Regions from separate parts of the Ovis aries genome. Here region 1 is linked to region 2. A link is a contact called in public Hi-C data. All regions are on one chromosome and are shown on one strand. Each heading gives the region's core, a stretch centred on a gene start, on an enhancer-like site or on the middle of the called end of the contact. The rest is flanking DNA. Distances are from core to core; before and after follow the strand shown. Region 1 has its middle 9.1 kb from the start of NUMB. Region 2 overlaps PSEN1 (presenilin 1).

Region 1 (6,990 bases), core at 1,741-4,240, 260 kb before region 2:
AATGCATGAAAGTGAAAAGTGAAAGTGAAGTTGCCCAGTCGTGTCTGATTCTTCGCAATCCCATGGACTGCAGCCTACCAGGCTCCTCTGTCCATGGGATTTTCCAGGCAAGAGTACTGGAGTGGGGTGCCATTGCCTTCTCTGTGTTCCGCTGTACCCAGCCATTATAATAAAATTTAAAAAGTTGAGAGCTTCTTAGTTACTAATGAAGCTAGAGACCACATTTGTTTTACTACTGTCTTGTTAGTTTATTTATATCCTCAGCTTCCCTGGTGGCTCAGATGGTAAACAATCTGCCTGCAATGTGAGAGACCTGGGTTCTATCCCTGGGTTGGAAAGATCCCCTGGAAGAGGGTATGGCAACCCACTCCAGTATTCATGTCTGGAGAATCCCTACAGACAGAGGAGCCTGGCTGGCTACAGTCCATGGGGTCGCAAAGAGTCGGACACAACTGAGCTACTAAACACACATTAGCTTACTTATATCCTTAGCAGCAAACTATTGGCATAGATTATATGTCTTAAGTTTTAGTAAATGGATATTTACTGAAAGAATGAATGCCTAGTATTCTAAGCACTGTGCATAAAAAACCACAAGGGAAACATTTAAAGAAGTTTGCATTGTATAGCGGTAAGCAGATTTGAATATTTCCTTCCAAAGTTTGTTCTAAAAGTCTCCAGTTAATTCATTCCTGAGGTGGGAAATTCTTGAAAATCTTGGAAAAGGTTCTAAATGAGCCAGGGACTAGAGGACTATTATAAAACTACATTTGATCTGTGGCTCGAGTCTAACGGCTACTCTGAAGCTTGCTCCGTGTCACAAAGACACCAGCTGTTATCTGCCTCAGAGTTGTCATTCACTAACCAAGCAGTTTGACAGTTAGGACCATAAGGATTACCAGGTTGGATCAGACCTTTAATCCATTTAATAGTCTCTAACCTTGGATGAAAGCTTTCAAGTAGTGGTTCTCAACCTGGTTAGGAATCAGAAGCACTTGGTGGAGCTTTGCAAAAATAAAGCACACCTACTCCAGTCCAATGAGGTAGAGTCCCTGGCACTAGGAGGGGAATCTGGGGCATTGACACAGGACCCCCTGGTTCACTCATGCATGCTTCTGCACTTCATCAGTTCGCTCTAGTTGTTTCTGCATTCTGACTACATTCCTTCCTTGGATATTGAGTTCTATGCACTTACGTCCTACACCTTGAAATATTCTTTTTCTTATTATCAGTCCTCATCTTAACAGTACTGAAAGTTTGTCAGTTACATTGTAATCCTAGGATTTGGGGATTTGAGAGCAGAGTTCCTGTTGGTCTTACCCATGCTTCTTGTGATACTATGGACTTAGCTTACCCCCTAAAGCATGCCTAGCAGTCACATGCCCATTCTTGAGATTTTTTTGGTTTACAAGCAGCTCTAGCTTTATTAAGTAATCTTTCTGCATGAGTAAGACAACCTTTGTCCACATAGTGCAATAGCAGAAAAATAATATCTGTTTCTGTGATGATTGTGACCTGGGATTGTTGCTGCTTAGGTCATTCAGGGCAAGGAAAGCACTTGTTGAAGGTTTTGGGTTATGGGTTAAAGTCCTGTTATGAGTCTAGTCAGCTTGTTAGCGTTGGAGATGCCAGGAAGGAGAATATGCTTTCATTTAAGGACTCAATGACTAACATAACCCTTTGGAATGGAGGTGGGGGGCAGGAGTATTTACAGTAAAGTATACAAGGGAATGAATAGAGAAGTAGAATACCAGGGTCACAGACCAGCCAAATAGAATGAACAAGGGTCTGGTTTGACCACTTCCTTTAAAAAGTGTGTGTGGGGGTGCTAAATGGTAGGTGGAGAACCACAGTTGGTGTGTTCATTTTGGAATCTCTATAAATATTCTTTGATAAGTCAAAGTTTCCAAGTAGCCTTATGTACCTGTAAAAAAGAACAGGAGGAGAAAGAAACTTAGGAGAGTGACAGGGAGGGCAAAGAGTTACCACGTCATAGCCTATGCATGCCTCCAGGCATGTTAGGTCTGGCCAGGATCTGTTTGCCCAGAAAACATACTCGGGCTTGGCTGGAAATTTGTAACACTTCAATGATGAGATTTTTGGTTGGATTCCCTCTGGACCTCAGCAATGAACTTGCTCTCAATTGAAGTTCTTAGAAAACAGATCTCCAGGGACTGCTCCACTCAAGATGAAAATACTGTGGCCTCTGAGTCCAATACAGGAGCTCAAAGAGGAGCTGGCTCCTCTATGAATCGACACTCAAAATAATAATAGCTTTTCCTGCCATTTCTTTTCATCTAGAGATTTCAATGCATGTCATAAACAAGTGCCCCTTCCATGGTTAACTGATTAAGCCACATCTCTGACACTCATCTTTCGCGTGGGCTCCTTCCATCAGCTGATGGAGTGTGGGCCTCCTGATCCAAGGTCTCATGCTCAGCACTCACTCCCTGTCTTCACTACCCAGGCTGCAGCTGTCTGTGGTGCTCCCTCGGGGCACAGTTCTTCGTAGGGGCTGGGGTGTTGGATCTGCTCGCTTCTTTGCTGTCATCACCACCCGCTGACTGCATTTCTGGTTCCCTGTGTCCGGGCAACTGGGCTGTGCCTCGGTTATTTGGAATGTGAGAATTGTTGAAGAATCTCTAGGGATTCTTCATGTCTTATAATCCTTCATCCCAATTCACAGCTGCCTGACAACCTCAGGCCCACCAGGGTGCTATGTCCTGTGGTATTCTTCTCTCTCTGTCTTTATCCTCACTTCCCCTCTGCAGAACAAGAGGAAGTCACAGACCAAGAGCTTTTGAGGTAGGAAGGAATGAGAAGGAAAAGTCTTGTCTTTCCTTTCAGCTTGTCCTCTTTGTTCCCAAGGAGGGGGCCAAGGCCATGAACCTTGACCCACAATGGGAAGATTAGCAGGATGTGTCCATGTTCCCATCACTCACCCTGAGGGAGCTGAGTTTTTAATTTTTTTTTTATCTGGAGCAGGGATGACTCAGTGCAGACCTTTGATGGGGAAATCCATCTCAGAACCTGAGAGGGAAGTAGCAGAAGGCTACTACTGGCCCAGCATTTTCATTTAATTTTCATACCAGAATGGTTTCGCTCAATCAGAGGAAACTGAGTTCTCCCTCTCCCCACTGTTGGCAACTGAAGGAATGACCCTGTCTCTCTGTGGGGGTCCAACGGAGACAGGAAATGAGATTTCAGATTCATAATGCAGGGAAGGCCCTGTACACACTGGTGGAATGTTTTATTTAGTCATATACCACCACTGTGCTTTTACTTACGAATTACTACTAACGACTAGTGATCATTACATGATAATTAGCACATGCTTTTTCTTTTTTACAACTCCCATAGCACCACCCCAAAATAAATGACAGTGTAGGGAAGGAAGGCAGCTCCTAGGGACAACTCCTGACTCATTCATTCACTGAACATTTAGTGAACTACTTTGGCCCCGTGCTAGGACCTGTGAGCAGGAGGGATGGGTTCCTGATATCACAGTGCTATAGGAGGATGTGCTCCACGCAAATTTACTCATGGGATGTGTGTATCCAAAACGGAAGTGCAATATATATAAGAGCCCAACCCAGTGGTGCCTGGGAGAGGAGAGGTCAGCAGGCCCTGCTTCAGAAATCACTTCGAAAGCGAGATCTGTAGAATGAGTAGGAGCCAGTAAAGGGAACCTAACTCAGGGCGCGTGTACGCTCAGTGTGTGTGCTCAGTCACACCCGACTCTTCATGACCCCATGGACTGCAGCACGCCAGGCTTCCCTGTACATCACCATCTCCCGGAGCTTGCTCAAAGTGATGTCCGTCAAGCTGGTGATGCCATCCAGCCATCTCATCCTACTTAGAGTAAACCTATACGATTGGTATAATCTCCCCTCTACATAATATTAACCCTCCAAAGTAAATCCCAGTTTCCCTCAAATACAGTGCCCCCGATTCTGCTTCTGTGATGCTTACCTTGGGAAAGTGTGAAATTCTACACAAGTGGAAGATGTAATTATTGTTACACTAGAGAGTATTACAGGGAGGAGGATGGTATGAGGGAAATGGGTGTGAAAATCAGGTTCTTCTATTTCCACAGCCCAGGCTGCACTCTCTGGGCCCTGGGGATGATCTGGGTCTGACTCGGGAAATAGGCTTGTCTGCCTTCCCTTGAGCAATAACATCCTTTCCTATCAGCTGCTGCTCTAAGAAGACACTGATGTCCTTTTGCAGGAAACTAACAGGAAAAGAAAGAAAGCCTACTACTAAATACACTTCCTGAGGGCAAAATGAAATGGCTGCTGCTCTGGCTGCCTGAAGGAAAAGGCTGAATAAATAAACACACCATCCCTATTGTGTAGGCAGGTTTCCTGGGGGCAAGTCTTCATCTTCTCAGCCCTTCTTTCCTTTCTAAAATTGGCCATCCTGCAAAACAGCAGACAGAGATCTTCTCTGGCTACTGAGAAGTGTTGAAACTTACAATTCTCCTCTTTCTCAAACCCAGAGGAAACACAGAGTTAGAAGAAGAGGAGACAAGTGACAGGAAGAGGAACTTGATGTTGCTACATACCTCTCCTTTAACCTCACAGATCGTTCCCCACAACTTCTGCTTTGAGCTCTTCTGTGCACAAATCTGGAAACACCTAGGAACATGCCCAGAGAAGCAGAGGCCAGGGTTGTGGCATTTCAGAAAACCAAGCTGCTACTGCTAAGTCGCTTCAGTCATGTCCGACTCTATGTGACCCCATAGACAGCAGCCCATCAGGCTCCCCCATCCCTGGGGGGCCTGTTTAAATCCCAGCTGCACAGGTGTCTTGATTTGGAGGCAGAAGTGTAACTGTTATTATCTATGAGTATTTATTGAGTGCTAAGAGATATTACTTTGCCGACTAAGGTCCATCTAGTCAAGGCTATGGTTTCTGCAGTAGTCATGTATGGATGTGAGAGCTGGACTGTGAAGAAGGCTGAGTGCAGAAGAATTGATGCTTTTGAACTGTGGTGTTGGAGAAGACTCTTGAGAGTCCCTTGGACTGCAAGGAGATCCAACCAGTCCATTCTGAAGGAGATCAACCCTGGGATTTCTTTGGAAGGAATGATGCTAAAGCTGAAACTCCAGTACTTTGGCCACCTCATGCGAAGAGTTGACTCATTGGAAAAGACTTTGATGCTGGGAGGGGTTGGGGACAGGAGAAGAAGGGGACGACTGAGGATAAGATGGCTGGATGGCATCACTGACTCGATGGATGTGAGTCTGAGTGAACTCTGGGAGTTGGTGATGGAGAGAGAGGCCTGGCGCGCTGCAATTCATGGGGTCGCAAAGAGTCAGAAACGACTGAGCGACTGAAATGAACTGAACCAAATGGTCTAGCACCACAGAAGAAACTGCTTAAGATGGTGACTTTGGATCAGAAAACAGCTCCAGCTGAAAAGATCCTAAGGCATTTCCTTGTGAGGATAGTTTTTTCTTCTGGAATACTGACAAAAGGAAAGAACCTGTACAAATGTAAAGAGAGTGGAGGGAGGCAGGGGGAGAGAATATTTGAGTAGATACTCTTGGCCTGAAAAGAGGAGATGAGGTGAGCTATGCATTTGGACCTTTGTGTTTCTACAATGTTTTTGGTTTAAAGATCATTTATGCTTTAGGAGTTCTTACCCCGCCCCCACCCCTACCCCCTTCGCCACCACCACATTTTTCTTATAATATAATCATGTGTGAGCCCTGAGAAATGACTCAAAGCCAAAATAATGGGGTTTCCTTGATAATAGTTCCTCATTTTCTCTGGCTACAGGCCAGTCCTCAATATCCTCCTTCTTTATAAGGAAACCACTCAACCCAGCCCTGCTGGTCACTCGAACCTCACAGTGATCATTCGTTCATGTTGTAAACTGGGCTTTCTACTTCCAGCTTTCTAATTGCAAACTTGCTCTCTTCAGCCTCTTGCTTCTGACTGCTTCCAGTCCAGGGATGCAGTCTGCCCCTTGGGTGCCCTCATGCCATCCACAGAGCCTGGTAGGATCCCTCTTTCTCTCATCCTGTTAAGGATTGACAGCAGACTGCAAAGTGACCAGTGAAAGGGGCAAAGGTCACACAGCCATGTCCTTGCTCATCCTGGGTACACTCCCCCTCTCTGGAACTTTAATGGAGCCAGGTTCAGACTTCTGAAAATTGGAGGTGCTGCCATAATTACCCGATCTTGCTGGTTTTGAGCATGCCTTGCTTAATATAAGGCAGGCAGGAAATTAGATTGGATCATGGCTTTGTTGCTCATATTTTCTGAGCCCCAAATCTGAAATTGTGGTCTGCAAGTATAGGGTACACGTGGATAAATGAGACAAAATATTTGAAAATAAGGCCATTCTGGACATTGCATATCTCTCTAGTAGCTTGGCAAGGGAACCAGATATCACACACTCATATAATGTTGATAAAACTTAACATTAATAATAATTAATGAGGATTTACCATGGATCAGGTCCTTCCTGAACTATGTAGATTATCTCATTTATTGCTCATAAAAGTTTCCTCCAAGTAGCTAAAAGGGAGAGAAAACCAATCATTATATACTCAATAATAAAATTAAAAGAATAGTATTGTATACACTAGGTACATAATATATGCCAGGCTCTGAATTGAACACATTCTCTGCTTTAACCTTTAAACAAAACCTGTAAGTAGGTATTATTATTATTATGATTATCATATGGTAGGCTGCTTCTAGAGAAGGCAATGGCAACCCACTCCAGTACTCTTGCCTGGAAAATCCCGTGGATGGAGGAGCCTTATAGGCTGCAGTCCATGGGGTCATGAAGAGTCGGACACGACTGAGCAACTTCACTTTCACTTTTCACTTTCATGCACTGGAGAAGGCAATGGCAACCCACTCCAGTGTTCTTACCTGGAGAATCCCAGGGACAGAGGAGCCTGGTGGGCTGCCATCTATGGGGTTGCACAGAGTCAGACACGACTGAGCGAGTTAGCAGTAGCAGCAGCAG
Region 2 (7,027 bases), core at 3,774-6,273:
AATATATGAACAAATCACAGAACTCAATACGAAAAAAGGAGAAAACAAACAGCCCAATCAAAAAAATAGGAGAACAAATTTTCTCAACAAATACAGACAAATGGCCAACAGGCACACGAAAAGATACTCAATACCACTAATTATTAGAGAAATGCAAATCAAAACAACAATGAGGTATCACCTCATACTTGTCAAAATGGCTATCATCAAAATGACCACAAATAACAAGTGTTGGGGAGGATGTAGAAAAAAGGGAACTTTTGTACACTGTTAGAGACAATGAAAATTGGTACAGCCACTGTGAAAAACAAAATGAAGGTTCCTCAAAAAACTAAAATTACCATATGATCCAGCAATTCCACTCTTGGATATATATTCAGAAAAAAAAATCACTAATTTGAAAAGATACATGAATGCCTATGTTCACAGCATCACTATTTACAACAGGCAACATATGCAAGCAACCCAACTGCCCATCAGCAGACAAATGGATAAAGAAGATGTAGTGTACACACACACACACACATACACACACACACACACACACACGGATACTACTCATCCACTTACAGCAACATGGATGGACCTAGAGAATATTAAGCTTAATGAGATAAGTCAGAGAAAGACAAATACTCTATGATACCATTTATAAGTGGAATCTAAAAAATAATACAAATGAATGTACATGCAAAACAGAAACAGATACACAGATAAAGGAAAAAAAAACAGTGATTACCAAAGGTGAATGAGAAGTGGGGGGCACAAACTAGGAACATGCCAATGTTCACTAAAGGACCGTCTACAATGGTAAGACACAGAAGCATCCTAAATGTCCATCAACAGAGGAATGGATAAAGAAGACATGGTACATATATACACTGCAATACTACTCAGCCGTAAAAAGAACCAAATGATGTCATCGTAGCAACATGAATGGACCTAGAGATTGTTATACTGAGTGAAGTAAGTCAGACACAGAAAGACAAATATCATATGATATTGCTTATATGTGGAATCTAAAACAAGGGGGGTACAAATAAACTTATTTACAAAACAGAGTCACAGATGTAGAAAACAAACTTAGCATTACCAAAGGATAAAGGGAGGGTGGGATAAATTGTGAGATTGGAATTGACATACACACACTACTATACATAGAATAGACAACTAATAAGAACCTGCTGTATAGCACAGGGAACTCTACTCAACACTCTGTAACGGCCTATATGGGAAAAGAATCCTAGAAAAAGCGAGTAGACATATACATACATGCATATACATATATACACAAGTGATTCATCTTCCTGTACACCTGAAACTAACACAACACTGTAAATCAACTATACTCTTAATAAAAATTTAAAAAAATAAGTTAGGGGTATGTGATTAAGAGATACAAACCACTATGTCTAAAATAGATAAGCAACAAAAATGTATTATATAAATTAACTAGACTTCAATTAGAAAAGGTATCAATAGAGTCAACAGTTAACATTTATACTTTAAAGGAGCAATATTTTCAATAGAGGAGTTCTGATGTATTCCTACAATAAAAAATTAATAAATAAAATAAAATAACTGATAATAAATTGATAAAATAACTGATAAATCAAAGTCACAAAACTGAAAATCAGAAGTTCAGTTAAGTGACCAGTGTACACATACATTAACTGTACAGAGAAAATAGGCCTTCTAAATTATATAACCATTTGAAGAAAAAATACTCAGTATCTGAGATTTCAGTAAGTATTAGTATGCTATGTTTATTTTACTTGGTTCATTAATAATGCTTATATGTCAGTCCATCATTATAACACAGAATTCATACAGCACTATATAAATATTAGTCCCTATAACTCATGTGAAAAATGAGAGACAGAATCAGAACTTGATTTTTAATCAATTATTTTTTTGGGCCTAACCATATAGCATACTTTGGCCACCTGATGTGAAGAACTGACTCATTTGAAAAGACCCTGATGCTGGGAAAGATTGAAGGCAGGAGGAGAAAGGGATGACAGAGGATGAGATGGTTGGATGGCATCACTGACTCAATGGCCATGAGTTTGAGTAAACTCCGGGAGTTGGTGATGGACAGGGAGGCCTAGTGTGCTGCAGTCGGTGGGGTCGCAAAGAGTCGGACACAACTGAGCGACTGAACTGAACAGAACTGAACATACAGCATGCAGGATCTTAGTTCCCCAACCTGGGATAGAAACCATGCCCCCTGCAGTGGAAGCATGAAGCCTTAACCACTGGACCACCAGGAAAAGTCCCTAGAGCTTGATTAATCTATTATACAAGATTAAAAAAATTTATGGTAATTTTATGTGATGAGTATATTTGGGGAAATAGTATATAACCCAAGGAGTCTGCAGTTTTAAAAAACAGAATGGAGAAATATGATAAACTGTCAAGTAATTTTTAACCAAAAGTAAAATTATTTTAAGGTAGATACACCCATAATAAACTTTATTCTTTCAATGAATTTTACTGTTATGACAGAAGAAGCTACTTAACCACCAACTTTTCCAAACGTATCTCTTAACCAGAAACATCAAATTCAACCTTAAAGAAATAAAAAAGAAAGCTCCAGGGCTTCCCTGGCGGCTTGGTGGTAAAGAATCGGCCTGTCAATGCAGGAGACACAGGTTTGATCCCTGGTCTGGGAAGATCCTACATGCCTTGGAACAACTAAGGTCCTGTGATACAACTAACTGAAACTGTGCTCTGGAGCCCGGGAGCCGCAACTACTGAGCCCATGTGCCACAATTCCTGAAGCCTGGGCTTGTGCTTCAAGACAAGAGAAGCCACCACAAGGAGAAGCTTGAGCAGTTAGGTGAGTAACCTGTGCACTGCAATTAAAGAATAGACTCTGCTCTCCATAACTAGAGAAAAGTTTACACAGCAGTGAAGACCCAGCATAGCCATAAATAAATAAAATAAAATAATAAAAAGAAAAAGAAAAGCTTCAAATCAAGAATATTGTTTTGTCTCCATTTAAAAGAAAAAAATCTTCCACCCCTACCTCCCAGATCTGGTTGTTCCCATTATACAGCTCTAAGTTATCAAAATCTAGTTGTTACTAAAGTTAACGTTAGAATCTACCTTCATTTTCTCTTTTGGCTCTGTTTGATCATTTAAGGTGACATGATTATTAAATCCTTTGAAAGAAAAGATTTCTTAAAAGGTCTCTCTGCCTTTCTTTAAAACAACTTTATAAAATGTTACAACTTGGGAAAAGGTCAAAAGAGTGGTTTTCCATCATGAAAGTTGGTATTCCTTCAACAGTTAAATATTCTAAATTTACTATCCAAATACAATAAATTTAATTTCTGGTGTTCTTCCACAAAAACTTCCCCTAACATTTTATTATAAAAATTTTCAAACACACAGTGAACCACTGCCCATATACCACCTAAATTCTACCATTCACATTTGCTGTACTTGCTTTGTAACATTGCTATCCATCTCTCCATTCAACGAGTCCATTTTAATATGTATCAAAGTAAACTGAAGACACCCGTACATTTCCCTCTAAGTACTTCAACTTTAGCAAAATATTCTGAAGGGAGTCCTTTATTTCATGTGCAAAGTTGCTTAAGCAAAAAGGAATCTTTCCATATGCATCCTAGCCCACTGTACTCACAAGCCAGCTTTAGAAATAATCCAAGTTTCATGGACTGTAGGCCTGCCAGGCTCCTCTGCCCAGGGAATTATCCAGGCAAGAATACTGGAGTGGGTTGCCATTTCCTTCTCCAGGGGATCTTCCCGACCCAGGGATCGAACCCAGGTCTCCTACATTGCAGGCAGATTCTTTACAGCTGAGCCACAGGGGAAGCCCCATGTAAAAATAACACAAAACAAAAAACTTTAAAGAGTGGGAGATGTACATGGATATTCCATATTAAACTCCAAATTAAGGGCGAGAGTAAATATTGCATACTAGGAATCCTCAACTTTCTTTTTTTCTCTTGTTTTATGTGGGGAGGGGCAAGGGAACATGAAATGCTATTTTAAAAAAACAGGATTTTTCTGAATACAAAGTAATATATACTTATGACATATAGAAAATATAGAAACACTAAAAGAAAAAAACAATTTCCACTGACCACTGAGAACCAAAGTTGATATTAACCTTTCCTTTTCAGACATGTTTGTCTACATATGTAAAGACCTTTAAAAAAAATTAGAATCATGTAATATAAGAGTTTACATTCTGTCTTTTAAAACTTTATTTTTGTTACAGACAGATTCTCATTCCACCAAATATTTTCTGAAAATACAGATTTTAAATGCCTCAATAATAGTTTACTTATATTCATGAGCTCACAATTTTTGCCTTATGCATGGTATCTGTGGGGTTTTCCTTCTTTTTCCAATTATATTTTATGCTAGGATTAATATCTAGTATGCAAACATTTTTCAGCATTTTTAATTCTCTAGGATAATTCATGAAAGCAAAATTACACAATTAAAGTGTATAGACATTTTCCAATTACTGACTACTGATATATACTGACTTAGTGACTCCGCAAATTAAGTCCTGACTAATTTTTACCAAGTCAATAAGCTAAATGTTAATTTGCTATTTTAATATATATATTTTTGCTAGTGAGAAAACATACATATACCCCTCTCTCCTCTTTTCCTCTCCTGGCCATCTAGATTTCCTTCATAATTTTTCTTCTTGAGTTTTTAAAATATCTTATTAGGATATCCATAATTTTCTTAATTATTTGTAAGTGCTCTTCATATTGCAAAAATATTAGCCCTCTGCCTGCAATAATGACTTTACTGGTTTTCTTACTAGGTTAATCATGGATGTTATGATTTTCTGAACTATTACCTGAATTCAAAGCCTCTTCTGATGACTAAGTAACACCTCCTCTTTTCCTAGAATATCAGGTGGTAAAACAGGCCTTTCTCATCTTGCAAAAATCCCTAGTTCAGCTTTCCTGTTTCAGGGCTACAGGTTCTGAAACAAATGAGCCCTGATTCAGTAAGCATGGCAAAGATCTCCTCTAAACACTGAACTATCTAGGCCAGAAATCATGTGACTTCAGTAAGCTGTATGGTTTCATCTATATCAAACAATAAATAATTAAAGTGCCTTTTCCAGTTCTTCCTTTTTAAGGTTTGTTTGAGACCAAAGACATTGCACAACCAACTCATGATACAACAAATCCTCAGGGCTTATTTCCAAACAGGTCCTGGCAAGTTTCTGAATTTCTGACTCAAAAGCTCCTTTTATTTTTATACTAAGAGTCAAAGTAAATAACTTGTTGCTATAGAATTGGTTGGGGTGGCCAAGACATAACCATTTTAAAAAGCAAAGCAAAACACCACCGGTGAATGGGTGAACATGGAAATCCAGCTAACTATAAACCTTCAGACCGTCTAACACGAAGCACTAACTAAAAGATGCACAAAACCACCAAAAATACCTTGAGATAGGTTCTATGTAAGGGTAAAAAAAGACCATTCCATCCTGTCTCTCCTATCAAATATACCTATAAAATCTGGACCGAATGCATACAGCTGCCAGTACACAGGCTGGGAATCAGAAGCACCAGGAAGCCAGGGCTAAGTTTACCACCTTTTCCCTCCAGTACTGCCCTCCTCCATCTGCACTCAACACAACCTAAGTGGGCTTTAGCAAGGTGAGAAGCCCTCTAAGTTCCTGCTGGAGAAGCAGAAAGAGGTTTCCAAACACCAAAGAAGAATGTAAATCCCTAGGGGACTCCCACTGACATGTGAAGAACAAAAGTAGCACACAATCCAGATACAAGTCACAAAGAGAGTGCAATAAAGCAGAGAAATGGAACGGGCAGGTAGACACTTTTATGTACACAAAATTACATATAGTGAAAAAAAAAGATTAAAAGTAACCGAGACATGAGCACGTTTAAGCAGTGGGAGGGGAATGGCTTTACATCATTTGCTCTTCGGGTGCCTGACTGTAGATGACTGCCTGTCACATCACATCTTTTGTCTTCAATCTCCAGATTCTGATGTCAGACTGTAAATGGTCATCACTTAGGTTAATATTTTCACCCACTCAACAAACAAGGTTAAACTCTGTATAATTTTAGAAGTCTGTGAACAGTGAAAAGGTGAATAGTAAAAGGATATTCAATCTCACTAATAATCAATCAACTAAAAGCAATTTAAGACATTTTTGCTTTGCCTATTCGGGTTAGAATAGATTATATATATATATGTGTATGTGTTTTTAACCACACTGTACAACATGTGAGATCCCAGTTCCCTGACCAGGGATTGAACCCATGCCCCCTGCAGTGCAAGTGTAGAATCCTAACCATTGGACTGCCAGGGAATTCCCTGCACACATTATTTTTAAAAATTCAATGCTGATGAAAGTAGAGTAAGACAGCCTCATTCACCACTAGTGTTAAGTACAAATTGATACTATCAATTTGAAAACAAAATTCTGCATACCAAGACAGCCAAAAATACGTAGACAATTTGCTCCAGAAATTCTGTGCCTGGGCTTATACCCTAAGGAAATAATTTGAAAAATTGAAAAGCTCTATGCATAAAGACATTCACTGTTTTTTAGGATAGTGAACATCTGGAAAGAACTCAAATGTCCAAATTAGGGAAAATAAATGACAAAACACTCATTGAGTCAAATATTATGTAGTCATTACACATATTTTCAAAGAATTTATAATATGGGAAAATGCTTATGCCAAAGTAATAGTTTTAAAAAAGGACACATACTGATTATACATTTGATTTTAATCATGTTAAAGAATATACTGAAGTATAGTAAATACAGAAGTAAAAAGCGTGTAGAATTCAATGTTTGAAAAGTTAATATTTATTTTATTTCAGAATGAGCCTAAAGGTTCATGATCTGTAATAATTTGTCATTTTTCTGAGGCATGAATCTGAAACATGTGCCAGACAGCTGACATTCACCCTCAAGTTACTTAGGTAGCGTGAGGTAGGGAGCAGAGGCTGGGAGGTCTGGGCTTGTCTCTTCCCTGCATAACCACCC

The links. Hi-C and Micro-C count contacts between places; a contact is called where the count stands out from the background.
Region 1: a Hi-C map of tail adipose tissue shows a contact between it and region 2, with 6 times the contacts expected there. The contact joins two enhancer-like sites. A contact is called at or near these places in 3 of 16 Hi-C or Micro-C datasets (mixed tissues, skin fibroblasts and tail adipose tissue).

Annotation. Positions count from the first base shown.
Region 1 is chr7:82,996,316-83,003,305 of ARS-UI_Ramb_v3.0, reverse strand. No RefSeq gene overlaps it. Among named protein-coding and RNA genes, the nearest start is that of NUMB, 9.1 kb to the right of the region's middle. Within about 2 kb of position 2,990, at least 10 of the 54 cell types and tissues checked have an H3K27ac peak or open chromatin away from gene starts, as enhancers often do.
Region 2 is chr7:82,733,522-82,740,548 of ARS-UI_Ramb_v3.0, reverse strand. The region is part of intron 4 of PSEN1 (presenilin 1); the gene reads right to left. Among named protein-coding and RNA genes, the nearest start is that of TRNAA-UGC, 8.2 kb to the left of the region's middle. Within about 2 kb of position 5,023, at least 7 of the 54 cell types and tissues checked have an H3K27ac peak or open chromatin away from gene starts, as enhancers often do.